Linked DNA regions of Anas platyrhynchos: region 1 is linked to region 2. The links are chromatin contacts, called in public Hi-C maps. All regions are on one chromosome and are shown on one strand. The core of a region is the stretch at or near the end of the contact, and the rest is flanking DNA. Distances in the headings are between cores, read along the strand shown.

Evidence for each region. Hi-C and Micro-C count contacts between places; a contact is called where the count stands out from the background.
Region 1: a contact with region 2 is called in a Hi-C map of liver, with 4 times the contacts expected there. The contact joins two enhancer-like sites. A contact is called at or near these places in 6 of 8 Hi-C or Micro-C datasets (F1 follicle, F5 follicle, liver and 2 more).

The regions. Positions count from the first base shown.
Region 1 is chr3:39,219,343-39,225,356 of IASCAAS_PekinDuck_T2T, reverse strand. No RefSeq gene overlaps it. Among named protein-coding and RNA genes, the nearest start is that of RHOQ, 19 kb to the right of the region's middle. Within about 2 kb of position 1,961, at least 1 of the 8 cell types and tissues checked has an H3K27ac peak or open chromatin away from gene starts, as enhancers often do.
Region 2 is chr3:39,138,259-39,144,603 of IASCAAS_PekinDuck_T2T, reverse strand. All of the region lies in intron 4 of CRIPT (CXXC repeat containing interactor of PDZ3 domain), which reads left to right. Among named protein-coding and RNA genes, the nearest start is that of PIGF, 24 kb to the left of the region's middle. Within about 2 kb of position 4,988, at least 2 of the 8 cell types and tissues checked have an H3K27ac peak or open chromatin away from gene starts, as enhancers often do.

The DNA of each region.
Region 1 (6,014 bases), core at 712-3,211, 84 kb before region 2:
GAAAATTTGGATCACGTGGCTTTATGGTTTTAAATGAGCTCCTTGTTTAAACTTTTGTGTGCATGTTTGTCTGAGTTCACAAAGTGATTTCTATTTCAATAGTTCTGAAGAGAAAGTGAGATCATTAATTGCATTTACAGTTACTGGTTTAGAGAACTCTTAAGCAATCCCCAGGGTGATGCCAAGTACTGTAGCTGTCCAATAAGGTAATAAGAATGAACCCAATTCAAGTTGTTAACCCTCTGTGGTTTTATTAAAGCTGAGAATGAGCCATGGCTACCAAAACGCTACAAAATACCATTTGCTGAGATAATTGAGAGGGGTGCTCTGTGCATCCCTGTGGCTTAAAGTGATGACAGAAACTCTCTTACTCAAACACAGATCATCGACATTGGTATTTCATTGTGGGCACTGGAGTGAGTGTTGAAGGTAGTGCCCACCAAGTGAACATTTTGATTTTTTTTTAGTACTGCATAAGAAATGCATATGTTAACAGAAACCAAAGAGCCTGGTCTCACTCTTGGGTAAACATATATGTGTGTGTGTATATACGTATATACATACCTTGTCTTCTTAATCTGTCATAAAATATGGTTGGCTACTACATTACAGTCTTCTGGCATTGCAATGGGGTTTAAAAAGAGAACTGACATAAATCACCTCAACCTTTCTAGGTACCTCTTGTTGTATCTGCTTGATGTCAGCTTTGTTGCAGTGGGTATTACACTGGCTTCAGAACTACAGCACATCGCAACCTCAGCTTGGCTTTTGCTTATTCCACTAGCTCCTTCAGTTGGCTGTAGACAAGCCATCTACACCAAAGTTTCAAAATCACCCACCTAACACTAGTATCACACAGTCAGTGATACTCTGCGACCTCTTTATGACCTTTAATCCAAAGTGACAAGCTCAAATTCAGCTTTGCCTAAGCAGAGCTCTGATGTTGGCAGAGAGCTCACTTCTGTGCTGCAGGGGGGCTCAGTCGCGTTATTCAAACGCACGCTCTTGTATCAGAGTGTGTGTGTAAGAGAGAACATGTATCACAATAAAGGTCAGAAAATCTAAAAGTAGCTGTCCCCATTAAAGTAATTATTTTCCTGACACTCTTTTATAAGTTGCCCCTGTTAAAGGCACCCCTATTTGGGTGCCAACATACAGACAGGCCTTCCAGGAGTAACATACACCCTTCAGCAGCTTGGGGACTAATCTGCACCTCGGTTGCTGCCCAGGATCACAGCTCGTGCAGCAGCCCAGGCTGACTCAGCACCTCTTGTTGCTTACACACAGCAAACCCATACCCAGCATGGAGTCTGAAACTGGGAGTTTTTTTCTGCAGTTGCATCAAAGCAGCAAACAATAACGAAGACCGGCTGCAGCATAAGAAAGCTAACAGACAGGGCTCTGAGGCTTCACTCCTTAAAATGCCACAAACTCCTTCCAAAAACCCTAATCAAATAATTTAAGTTGTGTCCAGATCTGTTCATTTATACAACAGATCCTGATTCAAAGCTCATTTATCTCAAAACAGTAAAGTATCAGTATGTCCTGGATTCACTACACATTTCTAAATGAAAGATAATGTCACTTTAACCAAATACTTTGTGCATGTGTGTGAGAGAGTTTTATATGGGCTAAAAAATGTGAGCTCTTGTATGCAAAATGTCATAGAATCACAGAATGGTTTGGGTTGGAAAGCACCTTAAGGATCACCTAATTCCACCCCCCTGCTGTGTGCAGGGACACCTCCCACCAGCCCAGGATGCCCAAAGCCCCATTCAGCCTCACCCTGAACACCTCCAGGGATGGGGCACCCCCAGCTCCAGCACACAGAGGAGATGGGGAGCACAGCAGGTATGCACTGAGCCTTGGATAGTCTCTGCTTCAGACCTTAAGAAGCAGAGCACAAACTAGGCTGGCCCTGCGGATGCTCTGGCTCACAGTAAGAGTTGTTGCGGCCCCTGCAGGACTCCAGGGTATGAATCCAAACTTCACACATACTTTTTTTTCCCTGCCTGCAGTCGTTCCCCTCCTGCCTGAAGTGCAGGAACAAAGTAGCTGAGCATCAGATCCATTATATCCTTCTTCAGCACTAGGCTATGGAAGCCCAATTTCTTTATTTTTTCCATCTTACAAATATACAAATCGAAACGGTCCTGCTGGCTGTTGAGGATTTTGTTGCACATCACAGCCACTAGTTATGTGATTCCACTTTCGTTTCAAGCTTTGAGCTCTCATACCTACTAAAACTCCAGAGCAAAACACGGAGCCCAGAAGACAGATGACAATTTGAAGATCTTTAAGGCTCTTACTTGCTTGGAAATAAAAATAAAAAATCAATATGAGTTTTAAGCCAGTCATCATTTTGAAATCTCAGTCATCTGAGTCATGGTTTCTGAATAGTTGGATTTAGCAAGGGTGAGGGAACTATTATTTTTGTAGCACTGAAGATGTTGTGGTCCAGGACACAGTTTGGCTGCATGTACTGCTCTTCAGGAAGTATCCCGTGTCAGGGAGAGGAAGAAGAAACACAGAAACAAGCAGAGTGCAGTGGTGCCTGCCCTTTTCTAACTGTATTTTGTGGAATGTGCTATAAGAATAGCAGGGAGGCACTAAGCCTGAGGTCCTATCTTTTTGTGTGAGTTTGTCACTCTATTTTTTTTTTTCTTTCATTTTAATGCATATTCTTTATAATTCAGTTTGTGCTTTGCTCCCTTCTTCTGTCCTACTGCTCCTGAAGCGCTGCAGAGCCTCAGGACCATACCAGAGAGATCATTTCTGTATGAAATCAAGTGGTTCAATAAATCTGGAGTCATAGCTGACCAAAAATAGCCCGTTTCCTTTCTGTGGGTACATTCACAGACTGCACTCTCAGCACATAACTTCTAAAATTTCTGTTCCTTACCTCAGCTTGCTCAAACTTCAGGGTAAGAGGACATCACTTGATTATCACAGACGTGCTCATTGCACTGTGGTTTTTGATAAAGACCAAACTGGAGAAATTCCATAAATGCTGCCAAACAGACTGCTGCTACCGAAGGCATACATTGTGGTTAAAGCCACTGTTTTCTTGCTATATTTCTGTGTTATACTTTTAAGCACAGGTTTTGTTCTTTTCTTCTTAATAACTGCTCAATCAGAAGGTCTGAATCAGAAGACTGGATTGTCTGTGAGAATTTCAGCAGATGCTAAGGAGACAAATGGTCAAACACTGCAGTGAAAATGTAAGCAGGGGGAGTGAGCGCACCACCTGCTTTCAAAATTTTTGCTAGGCAACTGGATCAGATAATTAGTTAATAACAAGCAGATGCAGATCTCATGATAATCAAAAATCCCTGAGAACAAGAAGCACAGTTTTAGAAACCAGAGGCTTCCCAGTGTTACTGCTTTCCACCTCACCTATAAATATTAACTGGACATACCATCTGCGGATATCCCGAGAAACAGAGACAATCTGGGACCAGTTAGAGTCTGTCATTGATTTTCATGTTGTTTTTTTTTTTTCTTCCATGTCCCTTTCAAATGGTAGCAATTTTTCAGATGTAGCAGTTACCTGCTTCAGTTTGCAAGGACAGAAATTTGGCCACTTAGCTTCATTGCCCTCAATCACTGCCAGACACTAATGTAAGAATTGGATGAGGACAAATGTTTTTCTAGTTTAAAAATATCTGTTTTCTGATGAGGTTGGTATTTCCTCTGAATGTTCTCTTTTTTGAATCTTTTTAAAGGCTTCCAGAATCCCAAAAGCAAAAATCCTTGAATTGCAAGTGGAATAAACAAATTTTTCCAAAGGAACCTATGCAAGAAATGTGCATTTTGTCTTTTCAAGATAGTATTTCCGCCTCAGTCTAAGAACAATTGTAACAGATTTTGAAATGCCAGCACCAGTCACTTCCTCTGGTGATAAAGCATGGAGTGGGGAGTACGTGGAACACCATCTCCCACATAGTCAGCATTTCTTTTCCAGGGATTAGTGAATGCGCAGCTGAAGCCTAGTGTGATGTGTAAAAAGGGAGTTGGTAATTATTAGTACTGCCTGAGGAAACTCCTGATTTGACAAAGCCTGTGGGCATAATCCTATTGGTACCACTTCGGTTATTTGCGGAGCCTCGTCCTTGACTGGTCCTAGTCATGGTCTTTCAGTTCAGAATGGGCGACAGGCAAACACGGCAGCAAAAGGAAACAGTGTGAGCAAAACCGCCTAGGTTTTTGGAGGAACCCACTGCAAACCCTGGGAGGGTAATGACTTTTCTGTCCTTTGGTGTGATTAAGCACAAACACTCTGGGTTAAAGAGCACATTGGTAACTCAGATGTTCTGGTATTTGAAGCTGTGGGATATATGTCAGTTTAAATCCAGATGGCCGGGGATAAATATCAAGGCTTATTTTAATGCAGAAGCCACACAGGATTAAAGGAAATACCTGCTTTTCTTCTCATACAGAGAGGGTGAAAATAACTTGTGGAGACCTCAAATTTATGTATTATTTAAGGCCAGTTCTGACGCTGCTAAGTAGAGCCTTGTGGTGGCTGTATGCATGAAGGTGACCTGCATGAAGGGCACCAGCAAGAACCTGATTAAATTCTCCAATAATTCTCCATTGTTTCTTGGCAAAACCCTCAATCCAAATATTTTATGTAAGTATTTCTGAAGCTCCAGTCTTATAAAAGGTATTTGTATAATTTAAGTGTCTTCCACAAGGCTGTTTATAAATCTTTCTTCTGACCTAACCCCTTTAATCAAGGTGTTTTTGTTTATTTGTTTGTTTGTTTTTAATTAAACCTTTGCAACTGCTTCACAGTGGCTGCTTCTACCTACAGCGTAGGGTAAACTCCCACGAAGGCCAATAGCACCGCTGTTACCAGCAACACAAAATCTTTGCCTCAGATAGTCTGGATTCAACAATATCAATTATGATACTCTAGGATGACTTCTTCCAAAGGGCTGACCAAGTAAAGTAACCCAGGAGTTCCTGTTTAAAGCCCATGGCTCTCCTTTGAAATGTAGTTAAACTTCAAGGAAGGCGTCCTCTTCTGACAGGGACTATGAACAGCGGGGGATCCAGTACCCCCAATAGCCAACTAATCTTCACTGCCAAAAAAAAATGCAGCTACAGCCTGAACTACTGCAAGACATTCAGACACCCACAAAAGGCTGCAACTATCATTTTTATTTTTTGGAGTCTTCCTCCCTATCTGACCGTGGGGTTTACTGCCAGTCTATTGCCTACACAAAGGCAGGATCCTCGTATTTTATTTTTTTTACCCCTTCAACAGATTATATTTTGACCAGCGATGACACTGAACCTGGGAGTTCTGGGACTGAGGGAGCAGAAAGAGTGCATTCATGGCTATGGACAGCAACGCCCTGCATTCAAACCACCTTTCCAGTTAGCATTGCCTTTTCTTTTGGGGATCAAGAACATCCTAGGTCTGCAGGGAAGCAAGCAGGAAGGAAGACTCCACATATGTTCTGTTCCCAACCTTCTGTATCAGCAGAGAAAGCAGTCACAGACTGGTTCCTAAGAGGCAAGAGTGGAAGTTCAGAGCACTGCTGCAGGTCTGGGGGACAGAAAAATGCCACCCCTGATATTCATTGAGGCATTTCAATGATTTAGTTAAAAATACAGCATGACACTGATCAAGCTCAGCGCAGCTATGTGTGTATGTGCATGTCCCGTGCTAATAGGGGGAGCTCCATCAGGGTAAGCAGGATTTGAATGGACATGCAGTTAAACCAGTGCAACATCAGCCTTCTAACTGGGACATTTCCACTGGTTTTGAGGTCACGCTGCCTTGTCTGCATCCCCATTTACACCTGCTTGAAAAGGGTACTCTACCAAATCGGCAGCGGGGATACTTATCAGACAAAAAATTACCCAGGCGACTCTGCAGAATCAAAATCAAGGTTAACCTGACTTGGTTAACTTTAGTGCCTTTCCTGGTATTTTTTTTTTTAAAGGAAATGGCAGGGACTATGGGTCAGTGTGATTCATCTCAGACTCCGACTATGGGGGTA
Region 2 (6,345 bases), core at 3,739-6,238:
CAGTAGATCATACACAGAATTAAATGGGGCAACCAGTAATCTTCTGTACCAGTGACCGAGCCTTGGAATTTCAAATAGCTATTCATACATGCACAGGCATTCACAGATATAAATGTTTGCTTAAGTGGTATTGCATTTTATACATGAAACAGATTTCCCTCTAGAAAAAATAACCTCATGCATTCTTACACATTTTTGCAGATCTTCTCACATCTTACAGTTACATGTTGCAAATCTTACAGTTTGAGTTATACAGGAATCAAGGCAGACTATAATGCTTTAGTTTAAACAGCAATTTTTTATCCCTTTCCATATTATCTCATGATAAACTTAATTTTTCCAACATGCTACATGTCTTTCTCCCTTTTAGAATTTTTTTTTTGACGGTTTCTGGCATGATGGGAATGCTGATCCTGTTGAAAGTCTTCGGGAAAAGTCACAGCACAGGGAATAAATTATCCAGCATAGTGAGACAGAGGCATTAGCAATACCAAGCATTCAAAAGTGAATCAGACCTCCAAACTATGAAGCTGATTTAAAAATCATAGCATTTCACCACAAGTCATTTTAGGGGGGTGGACATGGCCTTCTTATTTTTGAGGTCTTAGGATTTATGTTTTTCTACCTTTCTCTGTAGTGCTAAAAGCAGTTAACTTACTTCATACTTTATTTTATTTTATTTTATTTTATTTTATTTTATTTTATTTTATTTTATTTTATTTTATTTATTTTTTTAAGATGTAAGCTGAGAGTTTCACCTAACTCTGGAAAGTTAAGTCGAGATTGCATGTCATGAAATTCATGCAATTGTGAACAGCACTGAGCTCCTACCTTCTCACCAATTCAATAAAGACCCAGAAAGGGCAAAACCATCTGTTTTTTATATTAGATTTTTACTTTCTGGAATAAATCCTGGAATGAATGTAACTGATACGCAGCTCCAGCTCAGCTTCCACTGAAATAAATGAAACAGTTTCTGGTCATTTCAATTAGAGCTGGAGCAGAACTTCACGAGCAATGCTCTTTTTCACATCTCTGTGCTCAGAAAACAATTCAGGACTTTGTGACAGTTTGCTAACCCACTTTAAATATGGAGAACCTAATGGAAAAATGAATTTTGATGTCAGATCAAGCTAGGCACATAAACATGCCTCAATCTAACTTCGTTTCAGGTCAATAGGAACTTTCCATTAACTTCACTGGGCATTGAACCAAGCCAGATAAATCAAAGCCTAGGCATAAGTTTAAAATCTGGATGGAATCTAAATAAAACTGACAGCCTAGAGTGAGACCCTGGGTAATAAGCTTAATACATTGCCAAACCAAAATTCAGAGGGCATGTGCACAGTGTTATAAATAAACCCAGGCAAAGTGCATCAAAGGGTGGGGGAAATTGTTTTGTCTTTGAAAGCATAGGTGAGTAGATTTTAAAAAAGCAGCAAGTAAAACCTAGATTAAATTAGCAAACATATTTTTAGGCTATTTAATGTGTAAAAAGTTCTAGGGGTATCTTTTGACCAGGTTATTGCTGCAAGAAGTAATTTTCCATAAGTCCTATGGATGGATGTGATATTTGCATATCTGACTGCCATCTGTGTGAACACATTCAATCAAAAGTGACTCAGACCAGGATTTTTGTAGTGTTGGTAATAGATGCGTTAAATCAGGGTCTGTGAATGCTCTTCACAAATGACATTTATTAAGACTGGATTCTGTTAATGACACTGCAGAGTGCTGCATTTGGCAAGCAGTAAAGATGAAATGTAGCAGTCCTACACTGGCAGTTTGTCTGCTTTGTCCTGCTGTCACTCAGAAACGTCACTCACAGCTTTCCTCATTTCAGCCCTGACATGCTTTTGTGGTTTCTGTGTGTTTAGTTTCGAAGAGTTCCTGGTGGTGATTATTGTAATGCCATATGTTTCCAGAGCAGGCGAGGTCTGAGTAACACTGAATTGTTAATCGCATTCCTTGCCTCCAACACATCTCTGATTCCATCCAGAATACCCTCTAGCATGGCTTTGCTTCACTCCCCTCCGCTGAGACTTCTCTTGTTGCACTCTCAAAAGCCCGATGGCCTGTGGCCTCGCTTCATTTCCAAATTCCTTTCCCTTTCTACTGCTTCTGATGTGGCCCCTTACCCTTTCACTGCAATGTTCTCCCCATGAGGCTTAGTCAGCTGACGCTGCCAGGGAAATCAGTCCTCCCATTTAGCTTTTGGGTGTTCTCCTTTGTGAGACTCCTATTTGAAGTCTCTGGTTTCTTTTCTTTCAGCCTTTACAGACTTGGTTATGACACCACTACTCGCTTGCATAGATTCAGCTGCCATCGTCCTTCTTAGATGGAGGTCCCTTCCAGCCACCCCAGGAGCAAACATGGTTTCGTGGTTTCACAGGAACTGGGGGATGCAGGAGTCCTCCACAGAGCCCCCAGTTTAACCCTCCTAGCCCACCAAGACCGGATGGAAATTCTGTAGATCATTCCTAGCACACGTTTATCTCACCCATTACTGACAGAAGCTTTTGGGGGCTTCTTTCAGGACTCTTGTACTAGAACACTCACCCGGCAGAAATCTCCCATGTTGAAAATGAAACCACTTAAAACTGATCCAACTCAAAGCCGAAAGGAAAAACAGTTATTAAATATCCTCTTATCCTCACTTCTCTTTAGAAAATGTATCATTTGCCTAGCTCAATTTTTCCCTTTTTTTGAAATCTGTTCTTTCAGACTTGCCTTACAGGTCATGTTGTTTAAACTTGTCACTTTGGTGGCTTCTCCTGTGTGCTACCTAGCTTGCCTGCAATTTTCTTGAAGAGCGATACACAAATAGGACATAGGGATGCAACTGAGGCCTCATCTTTGCAGAATACAGCAGATTAATCAGCTCTAGTCTTACATAAGATATTTATTTTAATGCATCCCGGACTGGTATTTTTCTCTTTTTATAACAGAAGCATAATGCCTTGGAATTAGGTTGCCTCAGAGGTCAAGATGATCAAAGCTGACAAAATATCAGGGTTTGCATGCATGATCATCAGCAGAAGCACAGCTGTCATAAATTAGACCACGCCAATTTTCTGGTCCATTAGGTATTTATTAATTGAGTAAGCAGATACAAGCAAAGCAGCACTGGGCGGCTGGGGAGTCTCCGCTCCACCACGGCACGCAACTTCCCCTTTCCAGTGTTGCTGTTTTATAGCATTGAAGTTCCGGCATGTCGAGACTTGTTGACCTGTCGAGACCTGTTGACTTGTCGGGACCTGTCGCCTTGTCGACTTGTCGAGACTTGTTCTGAGGCTGCGCAGTCTGTTGTTGGGGGTCGTTATTCTTCCTCCAGTGATCACGCGTTGTGCTTGTGTTCAGGTGGGGGCAAAACAAGATGTCTTGCGGTGGATGGGTGGTATCTTACAGAATCTTTGTTTTAACAAGGATGTTTACCCAACCCCCCTTCCCCATTTGTCCCCATGTTACAATGCCGTGAGTTGTGAAACCTTATCTCCTCAGTAGATTCTTTAAATTCTCAAGGACAATGAACAAACCCCTACTAATTTATCACAACAGTGTTCACTGATGTTACGTTATTCAGTGTTCCAGTTATTCTGCTGATCATTTGCAGCTCTAGTTAACACTGCTGTCTTCTCCCCTCTGTTCTTGGGTTGCCTTGCCTCCTCTGTTGGCTAGCCTGCCTCTTGGTTTGCCTCTCTTCTTGGCTTGCATATCCACTTAGCATTGAACTGGCCAGGGCTGTGGGTGGAGAGGCTTTGTTGGTTGCTATATCCAAATGTAGGTGATGACACAGGGGGAAAGCGAGAGCAAGAAGGCTGTTGGGAATAAGAGTTGGCACCTAGCTCATGTGGCATGGGGATCCGTTATAAAAGCAATGAATAATGTTTCACTAACAGATGGATAGTCAACCTGCAAGCATGGGATGCTTCAAGAAAGTGCAGAAGGCAACGTGTTGCCATAAATGCCATCACTGCTAGCATGCCAAAAGAGAAGGAGGTAAAACTCAGTGCTCACCAAACAGTCCTTAACCCTCCAAAGGCTGTATGTGAAACTTTGGTGAGGTCTAGAACATGAACAAATTACCATGGAGTAGCAAACCACGCTGTAGCAGTCCAGAAGCAGCATGGTAGCTCTTTGCATTAACCCTATGGCAAGTACCAGGTTTGGTGGTAGCTTAACATTTTTGGACAGTTGAAACACCTCTGCACAGCACTAGTTAAATGTGCTGCATAGCAATATTAGATATCAGCCCATGGGTTTTATCTTTTGGTAGGCTCCCTGGCTTTGAGTGAGTAAAGAGAGCCTCAGCTAGAGCCACCCTTGCTGTTCCTGCTGGTGCTGCCTATGCACAGCCCGTGCAGAGCTGGGGCTGGGCTGGGGCCATGTAGCCAGCAGAGCTACGCCGATTAGCATCACCCGAGGGAACAGCTGCAGGCATTTCCATGTGCCTTTCCACAGTCCTCACAACCCTCTGTGCTGGCCTTTTGGCCTCTCACAAGTGCTAAAAGATGTTCACAAGCCACAACAAGCAGCTCCTTTTTGCTGTTGGTTCTGTTGGTACAATCCCACGTTTGATTTAAGTGTGAGGACCTTCACAGCACGGCTCTTTCACTATGGCGAGGCTTTCTCTCTCCACTTGCAGCTCGCTTGTTCCAATCATCCCTTTTCAGCTAAAAATACCTGCTGTCAGCCCTTGTGCCATTGCAGGATCAGAATGCCCTTTTTGTATGATGCCTCAGCCAGCTGGAATCTCCTTGTGGATTTTGAGTCTCTGGCTTTTATCACATTTCACTTTCTTCCTTTCTCCAAAGATTTTTTTTTTTCCCTTTCCCAAGGCTGTTTCTGCTATTCCTTCATTGTTCTCTGGGAGAGCTGGGAGTTGCAGTTAGTATTGCAACTGTTTGTTTGGGCCTACAAGGGTTAATGAAGGTTTTGCAGTGACTCATGAGAGCTCAGACTGTGATTCATCTAAACTCTACCGAAAATTCTTTCCAGAGCCAGGTCTCCCAGCCTGAGATGTGTTGTCCTCAGCTCTCACATGATGGATGCTATGCTTTGTGATCTGATTCGTTCTCTCAGCAGAATCCTTGAGCCTTTTAGCTTGAACTGCTTTCAAAGTAATAAGATACAATTTACCTTTGTTTTAACGTAGTTCTTCATGCATTATTGCTATCATTTCAGCGTATTCCTACTTATTTCTTCCTGCAATTTATCCTCCAGATTACTACTCCCCTTCCTGTCTTGCCTAGCAATGTCTTACACTTAGAATATAAAGTTCTCCTGTGACTCATATTCCAGGCAAAATGCCATTCATCCTAATAGAGTGAAACAGAGTATATATTCCTCCTATTAATTTAGCCAAATCTGTTTTGTGTTCAGATCATTTTCTGTACTTTCAAATAAATCTTATTTGTTCCTAACATCTTCTCAGTATCTCACCACACTTCACAGTTTAATAGACTAGACCTTATAGTTTCACTGTGAAGCATGTAATATTACGATTTTTTTTTTCCAAACGGCAAATTCAGATGTAGGTAGTTTATGAAATTTGTCAGCGGTCGTTAACTGGTAAATGAGCTGTGATCTGAATCAAGATCTCATTACTCCTTATTCTGAGCTTAACTCCTACTTCATTTTACATAAGCATAGTTTTGTAGTTCAGCATGTATATAAAACTCACCATTTTGGAGCTGAAGTTTTTGGCATGATTTGTATAACATTATAAGTTTGGTTTTATTACGGAAAAAAAAGAAAAAAAAAAAAAGAGGTAGTTGGGAAAAGCAGTTCTGACATCCAGGGCCATTTTATCACTCTATAACAGTTCTGCCTTGCAGGCTGAAAATTATGATGTGTTCTGATTTTGTTTTTGTAAGCTGGTTGCCAAGTCTAAAGGATGGACATCCTCTTCACAGGCTGCTCATACACCAGCCTATCAGTTCATCTGTTTTGAGCCTGAACTTTGCATCGTGAGCAGTAGCTGGTTATCTCAGCCAAGCCTGATAGCTTTTGGAGAATGAGGATGCTTCATATTGGGAGTTATGTGGTTGAGCTGTGTATTACATACTATCCAGGCATATCTAGTGGATGTGCTGCTATTTTTCCTTTTCTCCAGTTAAAAAGGGTTAAGCTATAGGGCTAACTATAAATAAAACTATTTATTTGATGTTTTGTTTGCTAATGTGGAAATTGTGCTTACTGAGCACTGCAGCAGTATCATTTAGTTTGCCCATTCCTGACTTTGGGCTTGAATTGATGCTATGTAGGTGGTTTTGTTAGGACACCTGGAAACTGAAGTTGGCCTTTTGAAGCTAATCAGTCTTTGGCAGATGATCTACAATTACA